Regions from separate parts of the Callithrix jacchus genome. Here region 1 is linked to region 2. A link is a contact called in public Hi-C data. All regions are on one chromosome and are shown on one strand. The core of a region is the stretch at or near the end of the contact, and the rest is flanking DNA. Distances in the headings are between cores, read along the strand shown. Region 1 has its middle 38 kb from the start of MB. Region 2 has its middle 34 kb from the start of MCM5.

The links. A called contact is a pair of places that touch in the nucleus more often than the background predicts.
Region 1: a contact with region 2 is called in a Hi-C map of skeletal muscle, with 8 times the contacts expected there. The contact joins two enhancer-like sites. A contact is called at or near these places in 3 of 3 Hi-C or Micro-C datasets (induced pluripotent stem cells and skeletal muscle).

The regions. Positions count from the first base shown.
Region 1 is chr1:206,421,588-206,426,352 of calJac240_pri, forward strand. No RefSeq gene overlaps it. Among named protein-coding and RNA genes, the nearest start is that of MB, 38 kb to the right of the region's middle. Within about 2 kb of position 3,359, at least 2 of the 16 cell types and tissues checked have an H3K27ac peak or open chromatin away from gene starts, as enhancers often do. A contact at or near this core is called in skeletal muscle, where this site is marked.
Region 2 is chr1:206,287,923-206,292,836 of calJac240_pri, forward strand. No RefSeq gene overlaps it. Among named protein-coding and RNA genes, the nearest start is that of MCM5, 34 kb to the left of the region's middle. Within about 2 kb of position 1,944, at least 3 of the 16 cell types and tissues checked have an H3K27ac peak or open chromatin away from gene starts, as enhancers often do. A contact at or near this core is called in skeletal muscle, where this site is marked.

The DNA of each region.
Region 1 (4,765 bases), core at 2,109-4,608, 140 kb after region 2:
CGGTCATGGAGCTCAGCTTCCAACCCCAGTGCCTGTCACTTTCTCACTGTGTGAACTTGGGCAACGACCTAACTTCCTTGGCTCTCATCCTCCGCATCCATAAAACAGAGATAATGGCAGAGGATTATTAAGACAGCGCAGGGGCCCGGCACGGTGGCTCATGCCTGTAATCCCAACACTTTGGGAGGCTGAGGCTGGCAGATCACCTGAGGTCAGGAGTTCAAGACCAGCCTGACCAACATAGAGAAACCCCGTCTCTATTGAAAATACAAAAAAATTAGCTGGGCGTGGTGGCACATGCCTGTAACCCCAGTTACTTGGGAGGCCGAGGCAGGAGAATCGCTTAAACCCGGGAGGCGGAGGTTGTAGTGAGCTGAGATCGCACCATTGCACTCCAGCCAGGACAACAAGAGCAAAATTCCGTCTAAAAACAAAACAAAACAAAAGCTCAGGGGAAGCTCTGAACACGGGCCCTGCTGCTGATGCTGAGTGAATGTATACAGTGATAGAGTGACAGTAACACCGATCATGAATCGCCTGTGTTTATTGGTGCTCCTTGTACCAGACACTGAGCTGAGTGTTGAGTTTACATAGGTGAGCCATGTTGACATGAGCCTGGGCCTCGTGGAACGTACCAGAGAACCAGGAAGACAGTCTTAGAACAAATAGTCACACAAATCATTAGGGAATTATCGGAGCCGCCCAAGGCCACACAGCCGGGAGAAGAAGTGGGTGGGATTCACACTCAAGTCTGTCTGATTCCCAAGCCTTTATTTTTCCATGATACTCCCAGCCCACCAGAGACCGGAAGTGACTTGCCAAAGGTCACACAGCAAGAGAACAGTCCATTGCAGACCAGGATCTCTGGGCATCCTGCCCAAGGCTCCTCCCAGAGGAAACTCTGAGACATAATAGTAAATTACAAAGTGACAAGCTTGCTCTGTGCCCGGAGGCAGAAGGGACATTTTACGTCCCCAGTATCATTCAGTTTCCATGATGCACAGAAGAGCCTTGGTGCCCTGTTTCACAGAGGAAGAACCTGAAGTCTCAAAGGGGTTCTGTGACAAGGCCAGGGTCACCCAGCAAATTAACTGCCAAGCAGAGATCCAGAACGTTCTCTAAGAACCTGGCCTGGCTCAGAACTCCGCAGTTCAGATTCGACCTCCACACCTTTTCCTAACTTCTGCACATCCTGCCTGGGCCCGCCTGCAGATCTTCGCTCTTTGGGGTCTCCTACAAGTTGGGGGAGGTAGGTGGCTGTGGTTTTTAGGGCGGAATCCCACAGGTGGAATTCTTCCCTAGGTCCGCCTGCGGGGAGACGGGTGGCCCGCTAGTGCCATCTAGTGGTCTTGAAGAGACATGCCGCTTCCCCGGGGAGCAGCAAGAGATCCCACAGAGACACCGGGAGAGAGAGTGACACAGAAGGTCTTCATCCTCCACCCTGCTGGATCCCGGTAGCAAACTGACAAAGCTGAGCTGAAGGTGATCGAAATGATCCTCCTCACTTTGCAGTTGAGGAAATCGAGGTTCAGAGAGGAGAACGCCACACTGCAGCCAGTCAGGGGCAGACACAGGTGGCTGGAGGGATGGGCGAGGAGGTGGAGCTTGCCCTGAGCCTGAGCACTCTGGGAGACCAGGGCAAGACAAGTGAGCTCTTGGTGGAGACTCCTGATTTGGCCTGGGGATGGGCAGGGGGCATTGGCCCGGGACAAAGAGGAGGGTATGGCTGGTAGGAGCTGGATTATGGGCCAGCTTCTGAGAAAGGGAAGAAGGTGGCTGGTAAGAGACAGAGTGTCCTGGCTGAAGTGATCAACCAAGGCTCCACCGTAGAGAAACCCCATGATCTAAGGCCGAGCATGGCTGGAGAAACCCCATGATTCTTAGAAACAAACATGGCTAATGAAATTCCATCAATCTAAGGCACAAACATGGTGGGAGAAACCCCATGATTCTAAGGGACAAATGTGTCTGGGGAAACCCCATGATTCTTAGAGACAAACGCGGCTAATGAGATTCCATCATTCTAAGGGGCAAACAAGGCTGGAGAAATCCCATGATTCTAAGAGACAGGAACTTGAGATGCTCACTCAACAAACCATCACTGACCATGCACTCTGTGCCTTACCCACCAGGGGCGCTCAAGACCCACACACCAATCAGACCCGGTCCCTGCTCTGCAGGACTCCACAGCTCAGTGGGGCAGGTAAACAGATGACAGCCTATCAGAATCAGGCCAGAGAGATCCAAATGGCCCCCTCAGAGGGGCGTGGGCTCTGCAGCCAGACTGATCTAGCCGATGACGCTAGCAAAAATAGTGGAAGGGCCAGGCGTGGTGGTGCACATCAGTAATCCCCGCTACTCCGGAGGAGGATTACTTGCACCCAAGACTCAGAGGCTGTAGTGTGCCATGATCATGCAGGTGAAGAGCCACTGCACTCAGCCTGGGCAACATAGCAAAATCCTGTCTCTAAAAAAGATGGTGGAGTGGCTAGCATTTATTGAGTGCCTGCTATATACCAGGCACTATATAAGCACTTTCAATTAGCTAATTTGGTGAAACCCAGACCCTCTCTAACTAGCGGTGTGACTTTTGGTAAATTACTTACCCTCAAGATTCTCATCTGTAAAACAGGAGCCATGTGCCTACCTTGCTAGGCTATGTGAGGTTAGAATGAAGTGTGTGTGTGTGTGTGTGTGTGTGTGTGTGTGTACCTGGAATACAGTAAGTGCTCTATAAATGGTAGCCACCATTGAAATAATAAGTGCCATAATGCAGGAATGACCAAGAGTTCCCACAATCTCTTGCCTATCTAGTGTTATCTTTTTTTTTTTTGAGACTGAGTCTTGCTCTGTTGCCCAGGCTGGAGTGTAATGGTGTGATCTCGGCTCACTACAACCTCTGCCTCCCAGGTTTAAGCAATTCTCCTGTCTCAGCCTCCTGTAGATGAAATTACAGGTGCTTGCTACCACACCCTGCTAATTTTTTGTATTTTTTAGTAGAGACAGGGTTTTGCCATGTTGGCCAGGCTGGTCTTGAACTTTTGACCACAGGTGATTCACTCACCTCAGCCTCCCAAAGTGCTGGGATTACAGTAATAAGCCACTGTGCCCAGCCTATTCGGTGTTATAGGACTGGAGGTAATTGTGTCTGAGGTCAGGGAGAGAAGGGAATCGGGGAACTCCCTGGAAAGGAGTGGGGACTTGGCCAGGACCTGAAAAGGGCAGGAGGTACTGCCCTCTTCCCCTCCTCTGCCCCTCCTCTCCTGCTCAGCTCCCCCTTCCCCTCTAGGGTACACCCTCTCCCCTCCATTCCCATTGCCCTGGTCCTGACCTCACCATTCCTCTCCTGGCCTCATGTTTCCACTGGCCTCCCTGCCTCCACTCCTTCCTCCCTGTAGCCAGAGGAAGCTCCTACAACCCCAAGGTGGCTGTCCCTGCCTCCCCCAGCTTTCCTGCTCGTTGACCCCACCCCAAAGGAAAGCCCACTCAAATGTGACGGTCAAGACCCACCCCATTCATTACACAAGCCTGTTTCTCCTTCTCCTTCCTTGAGTCCACAGAGCCCAGAGTTCCAGCCGCCTGGAACTACAAAGAACTACCTGCTGTCCCCTGCAGACCTTGTGCTCCCTCCAGCCCATGTTGGCCACCTAGAAGTTTCTCTGCCCACTCATCTCTCTAGATGGCTGTGCCACTTATAGGTGAGCCTTCCCAGGCACCCCTCCTGTGCAGGATCAGGGAGATCACCCTCCTCCCCCTTCTCCCACAGCTGTGCTCCCATCCCCTGTCCTGGGTGTTCCAACGCTTGTCTTACGTGCCCATCTCCCATACTAGATGGTTGCCTTCCGTGAGGTGAGATCACCCCTGGGAAATGCTTCAAACAGTGCCTCCCTCCAGGTCAGGCCTCACAGCTGGGGCCACGTCTTTGTCATCTTTGCGCGCCACTGTTGAATAGTGGTGATGACACTCACATTTCTGAGCACGTGGTACACCAGGCTCTCAAAGTATCTCCCTTAATCCCTCCAACCCCATAGGAGGTAGGATCTGCTATTATCCTCTTTTACAGATGAGGAAACTGAGGTCAAAGAGGGTGGCCAAGAAGCATGAGAGCCAGGCGGGCCAGTTCCAGGGGCCACCACGTTGGCACCTCTCCAAGTCTGCCTGCAACACCCTTCCCCACTCCCTGGTCCCTGGCAGGCTCCTTTCACCCTCAGGCCTCAATCCCAAAGCCCCGTCCTTGGAGAAGCCTTTTCTATAAGACCCTGTTATACAGCATCAGGCCACCCTGTCTGTTTGCTTCGTAGAATGTGTCTCAAGGTTTTTTTGTACCCGACGCTCGTGTACACACACAGCCACAGACACACATAGACACACTTGACTGTGAGGGAGATAACCATGCTTTTGCTCACGACTACATCCCTAAAGCAAAACACAGTTTAGCCAGCCTCCGAGGTGGTGCTCAGAGATCCCGGCTTCTTGATATGCACACCTTTGCGGAGTCCCCTTCCACACGGAGCAGAGGACCTGTGTTCCGAGAGGATATTGCGTAAATGCCAGAGCGTGACTTCTGAGGCTGGGTCATGAAAGGTACTGCACTTCCTCCCTGGTTCTCTTGTACCACGTGCTCTGGGAGAATCCAGCTGCCATCTTGGGAAGACACTCAAGCAGCTTTGTGGAGCGATCCACATGGTGAGAGACTGAGGCCTCTGGCCCACGGCCAGCACGACCTGGCCAGCCGTGCGAGGGCGCCACCTTCAAAGGGGATCCT
Region 2 (4,914 bases), core at 694-3,193:
TGCTGCTAGTGTTTTTGATGGCACGGAAATCCTGCCATCGAATGCAACACACACAGACTAGAATTTGGAACTGAGTTTCCTGGGGAAAGAGGCAGGGCACGGAGCATCTAAGCATGCATTTTGCTGTGTGGATGGTAGCAGAGTGCAGGCGTAATTCTGGAGCTAGAAGTTGTAGAGGTGGCTTTCCAGTTCCACAGCGTCCCGATGGAGGCAGGAGCCCTGGTGTCTTAGCCCAGTTCTGCAGCGTTTTAAGTAGCTTTCCTGGATGCTCAGGCACTTATTAATAATATGCTGAAAAAAAAATCTTTTTCCTACTAGCTGGAATGGATTTCGTTGTCTGCCACTGAACTCTGATGATACATCTTCTGTACGATATGTGGGACAAGGCCCCGTGAAAGTTCCAAGTCAGCAACCTGAACTCCCCACCCTCTCTGTCAAGAGAGCAAGATCTTTTTTCTCTACGCATCCATTTATCAGTCCCAGGGGAACTCTGATTGGCTGTGCTTGGGCCAGTCATTATCTCTTGGACCAATCACAGTTGCCAGAGAGATGAGATACCAAGATCAACTGGTCAGGTCCAGATCATTTCCTACTTTTGTGACTAGGCAGGACAGGGCCTGTCCCCAGAAGTGGGAGAGAAAGCTAGCGCACAGACACCACCTACCCCATAGGGAGGAACTATTAGTGAGTGCCACATGGGACACTGCTGTAATAAAGCCCTGAGGGCAGGAGGTTGTGACAAGAGTCCCACAGTCCCTGCTCACAGGTGATCATGCATGTTCACCACTAACAGCCTGGGAAGGACGCACAACTGTCCCCATCTCTACCCCGACAATGCTTTGGGTGGGAAGGGGAGACTTAGGCTCAGAAGGAATGAGACCGGGCCCAGTGGCTCACGCCTGTAATCCTAGCACTTTGGGAGGCCGAGGTGGGTGGATTGCTTAAGGTCAGGTGTTCAAGACCAGCCTGGCCAACATGGCAAAACCTCGTCTCTACTAAAATACAAAAATTAGCTGGGCATGGTGGTGGGTGCCGGTAGTCCTACTACTCAGGAGGCTGAGGCAGGAGAATTGCTTGAACCCGGGAGGCAGAGGTTACAGTGAGCTGGGATTGCACCACTGCACTCCAGCCTGGGTGACAGAGCAAGGCTCCGTCTCAAAAAAAAAAAAAAAAAGGAATGAGGAGGAGGCTGGGAGACAGGGAGGAAGATGGGAGTTTGAATCCAGGCCTCCCAGTTCCTCTGCATTGCTGGACCTGGAGGCAGAGAGACTTGAGCCGTGTGTGACCCTGGTGAGAACCCCTGTCTCAGAGCCCCTAGGGGTCCAGTGTGCAGAGTGACGATGACCATGGCTGCCTCTCAGGGCCGCGGTGGGGCCTCACTGTGACAGCATGTGTGTGTGTGAAGACGCCTACCCTGGGGTCTGACCCTGGTAGCCTGGTAGAAGGCTCCTCCTGGTGCCGGTGGGACTTGATTCCTTGGGGAGGAGAGGAGGAAGGCGGTGGCCACTGGGCCTTTCAGTGAGGAGGCTTCTGCAGAACAACTTCCCCGTTGCTATAGTGACCAGACTTTCAGGGAGTTGGGCTTATTTTGGAAGTTAGTCTACACAGCAGGAGCTTTGTTCCGGGTCCTCCTGCCGCAGCCTTTGTTCTGTGGGCCTGTCCCCTGAAGCTTTGGCACAGCGGGTCTGAGCAGGACACAACCTGGCCAGGAGGGGCAGGCAGAGGGAGAGGGAGACCCCGCAGGCACCCCTGCCAGTCTCCCTAACTTGGTCTTGGAGGTGGAGGCCTGGGTTACAGTCCTGCCTCTGCTGCAGGCCTGCTGGACGACCTCTTGGGCCTGTCTGCTTGAGAGGGAAAAGAATATGGTACTTTTTGCTGCGCTTCCCACAGCTGAATGTAAATGGAGGGAAAATGGCTAGCCCCAATGGGTCCCAGACGGTGTTTGGGCCCCCTGCCTTCCCAGGCCTGGATCCAGCTGTAACAGCCTCCCCACCCACAGACCGCCGCGGCCCCGAAGGCTTCAGGCTCCTGCTTCCTCTGACTTTCCGCAGCCTCCAGGCTTCACCACCACCTCCACACGCTCTGTTATATGTGCCAGCATCCAGACTCGGGGTTCAGCCCCTTCTTCAGTTTCCACCAAAGCCCTCTCTTATGTGCAAGGCTTTATTGAAAGCTGGGCAGACGGGGCAGCTGGGGGCTTCACATTTTCTACAAGGGGGCCCTGCTGTTTCTACTCCTTTGTCAGCGCCTACTGCACCCTGTATAGCTCATGAACCAGGGCTCCTGGCCTTTTTCCATCTCCCTGGCTTCGTGCCTTCTCCCCTCAGTTCCCCCCTTGACTCTTTGCAGAGCTGCTCAACTCTCCCCAGCCCTGGCTCTCTGCCCCTGGCTCACCTTCCCATGTCAAAACCCATTAGGGCAGGGCCAAGGCCATTCTGGCTCAGGACTCTGTCCTAGGAAGGCAGCCTGGCTGTAATCATATCCCCACCGACCTTCACAAACACAAATGAGAAGGCACTGGCAAAGTGCCCTTGGGATTATGAGGTGGGCAGAAAAGATGCTTATCTCTGGGCCTAGAAACCTAAGCTTTGCCGGGGGAGAGTCAGTTCATAGATGAGGATGGAAGGGTGACTTCACAAAGCCAGATGGAGAGAGGACCCCAGACTCAGCCTCACATCACCAGGGCCACCTCCTTCAGAGAACACAAGGAGACCATTGGCCTGGATCCTCCAGAAATTTCTCTGTACACAGCCACAAAATCCTGATTCTTGGGCAGGTGATGAATTGTCTGATACCTGCCTGCAGACCAGCTCCAGGAAGATGCTAGGCTCTCTTCCCCTCCCTCTTGCAGGAAGTCCCCATGGTTGAGAGTTGACCAGCGCTTAGGCCTAGGAAATAGACAGTGCCCTGAACACACTGGGTTTTCTCTGGTCATGTGACCTGGACTGGCCAATCAGAATGCCTCATACCCTGGCCTAGGGATTGGCTCCTGGTGGGCACATGACTCAGGCCAGACCAATCCGAGTCTTCTGTGATATTTTATTCATGGACACAAAAGAGAGAGGTTCTCTCACTTTCTATAAGATTGTGGAGTGGCATAGCAGAGTTGGGTGGGCCATCAGCCATTATCATGCCATGTAGACAGAGCCTACCTGGAAATGAAACTGATAAGCTGAGGAAACAGCTGAGAGATGGAATGACAGTCTTGAGACTCTTTGAACCCCTGGATCCAGCTAAGCCTAAAAGCAATTCTGCTTTGTGAATTTATTTGTATGTCTGCAAATAGATTTCCCTTCAGTTAGGGTGGGTTGGGCTCCTGACCTTGTAACTGAAAGGTTACTGACTATCAGAAAGAGGAGATGAGGGAGAGAAAGAGGAAGGGTTACAGGAAGGGCCATATCTTGCCATGGGCCGGGAGTGTCACAACTGGGACCCTGGGGACCCGTTAGTCCCTTATCTCCAAATCTGACCAATTGTGAGAGTTGCCTGGGCAGCTTGTTAAAAACTGATGCTGGTTTAGTGGGCCTGAGACCTGGGCATCTGCATTTTCACAAGCTTTCCGGAGGATTCTGATACCAGCCAGGTTGGAAAGTGTCAGTCTAGTCCTAGCCTTTCACATTTTAGTGAGGGAGACAAGCCCAGAGATGAGGAGTGACTGGTCCTAGACATACAGCAAGTTAGTGGTAATGCTCAACTGTTGTTTCCCACTGTCCGCTTCATCTCTCTATTCACCACCTATGGGTTGGGGACAAGGAAGGGGAAGGGTAAGGGTCTTCCAGGCAGAAGGACCCAGGCACGGACCACTGTCTCCTAGGAAACCCCATCCCTACCTCTCAGGCAGATGCCGAAGTGGTATGTGTAAATAACCCTGCTCTTAGTCTGAGAACTGCTGCTTGTCTGACATCCATCCATCCATCCATCCACCCACATATTCATCCATGCACTCTCATATTTATCCATCTATCCACCCTCCCACATATTTATCCATCCATTTACCCACATATCCATCCATCCATCACCCACATATTCATCCATTCATCCATTCACCCCCTTATTCATCTATCCACCCACCCACCCACATATTCATCCATTTACCATATCACATATCTGTCCATCCACCCACATATCAATTCATCCATCCATCCATCCATCTACCCACATATTCACCCATCCATCCATCCACCCACCTACATTTCATCCACCCACTCACATATTTATTCATCCATCCACCCACCAACATATACATACATACATCCACCCTCCCACATATTCAGCCATCCATCCATCCACCCACCCACATATTCATCCACCCACCACCATATACATACATACATCCACCCTCCCACATATTCATCCACCCACCAACATATACATACATACATCCACCCTCCCACATATTCAGCCATCCATCCATCCACCCACCCACCCACATATTCATCCACCCTCCCACATATACATACATACATCCACCCTCCCACATATTCAGCCATCCATCCATCCACCCACCCACATATTCATCCACCCACCACCATATACATACATACATCCACCCACCCACATATTCATCCACCCACCAACATATACATACATACATCCACCCTCCCACATATTCAGCCATCCATCCATCCACCCACCCACATATTCATCCACCCTCCCACATATACATACATACATACACCCTCCCACATATTCAGCCATCCATCCATCCACCCACCCACATATTCATCCACCCACCACCATATACATACATACATCCACCCTCCCACATATTCAGCCATCCATCCACCTTCATATCTTTTTTTTTTTCTTTTTTGCGACGGAGTTTCGCTGTTGTTACCCAGACTGGAATGCAATGGCGCGATCTTGGCTCACTGTGACCTCCACCTTCTGGGTTCAGGCAATTCTCCTGCCTCA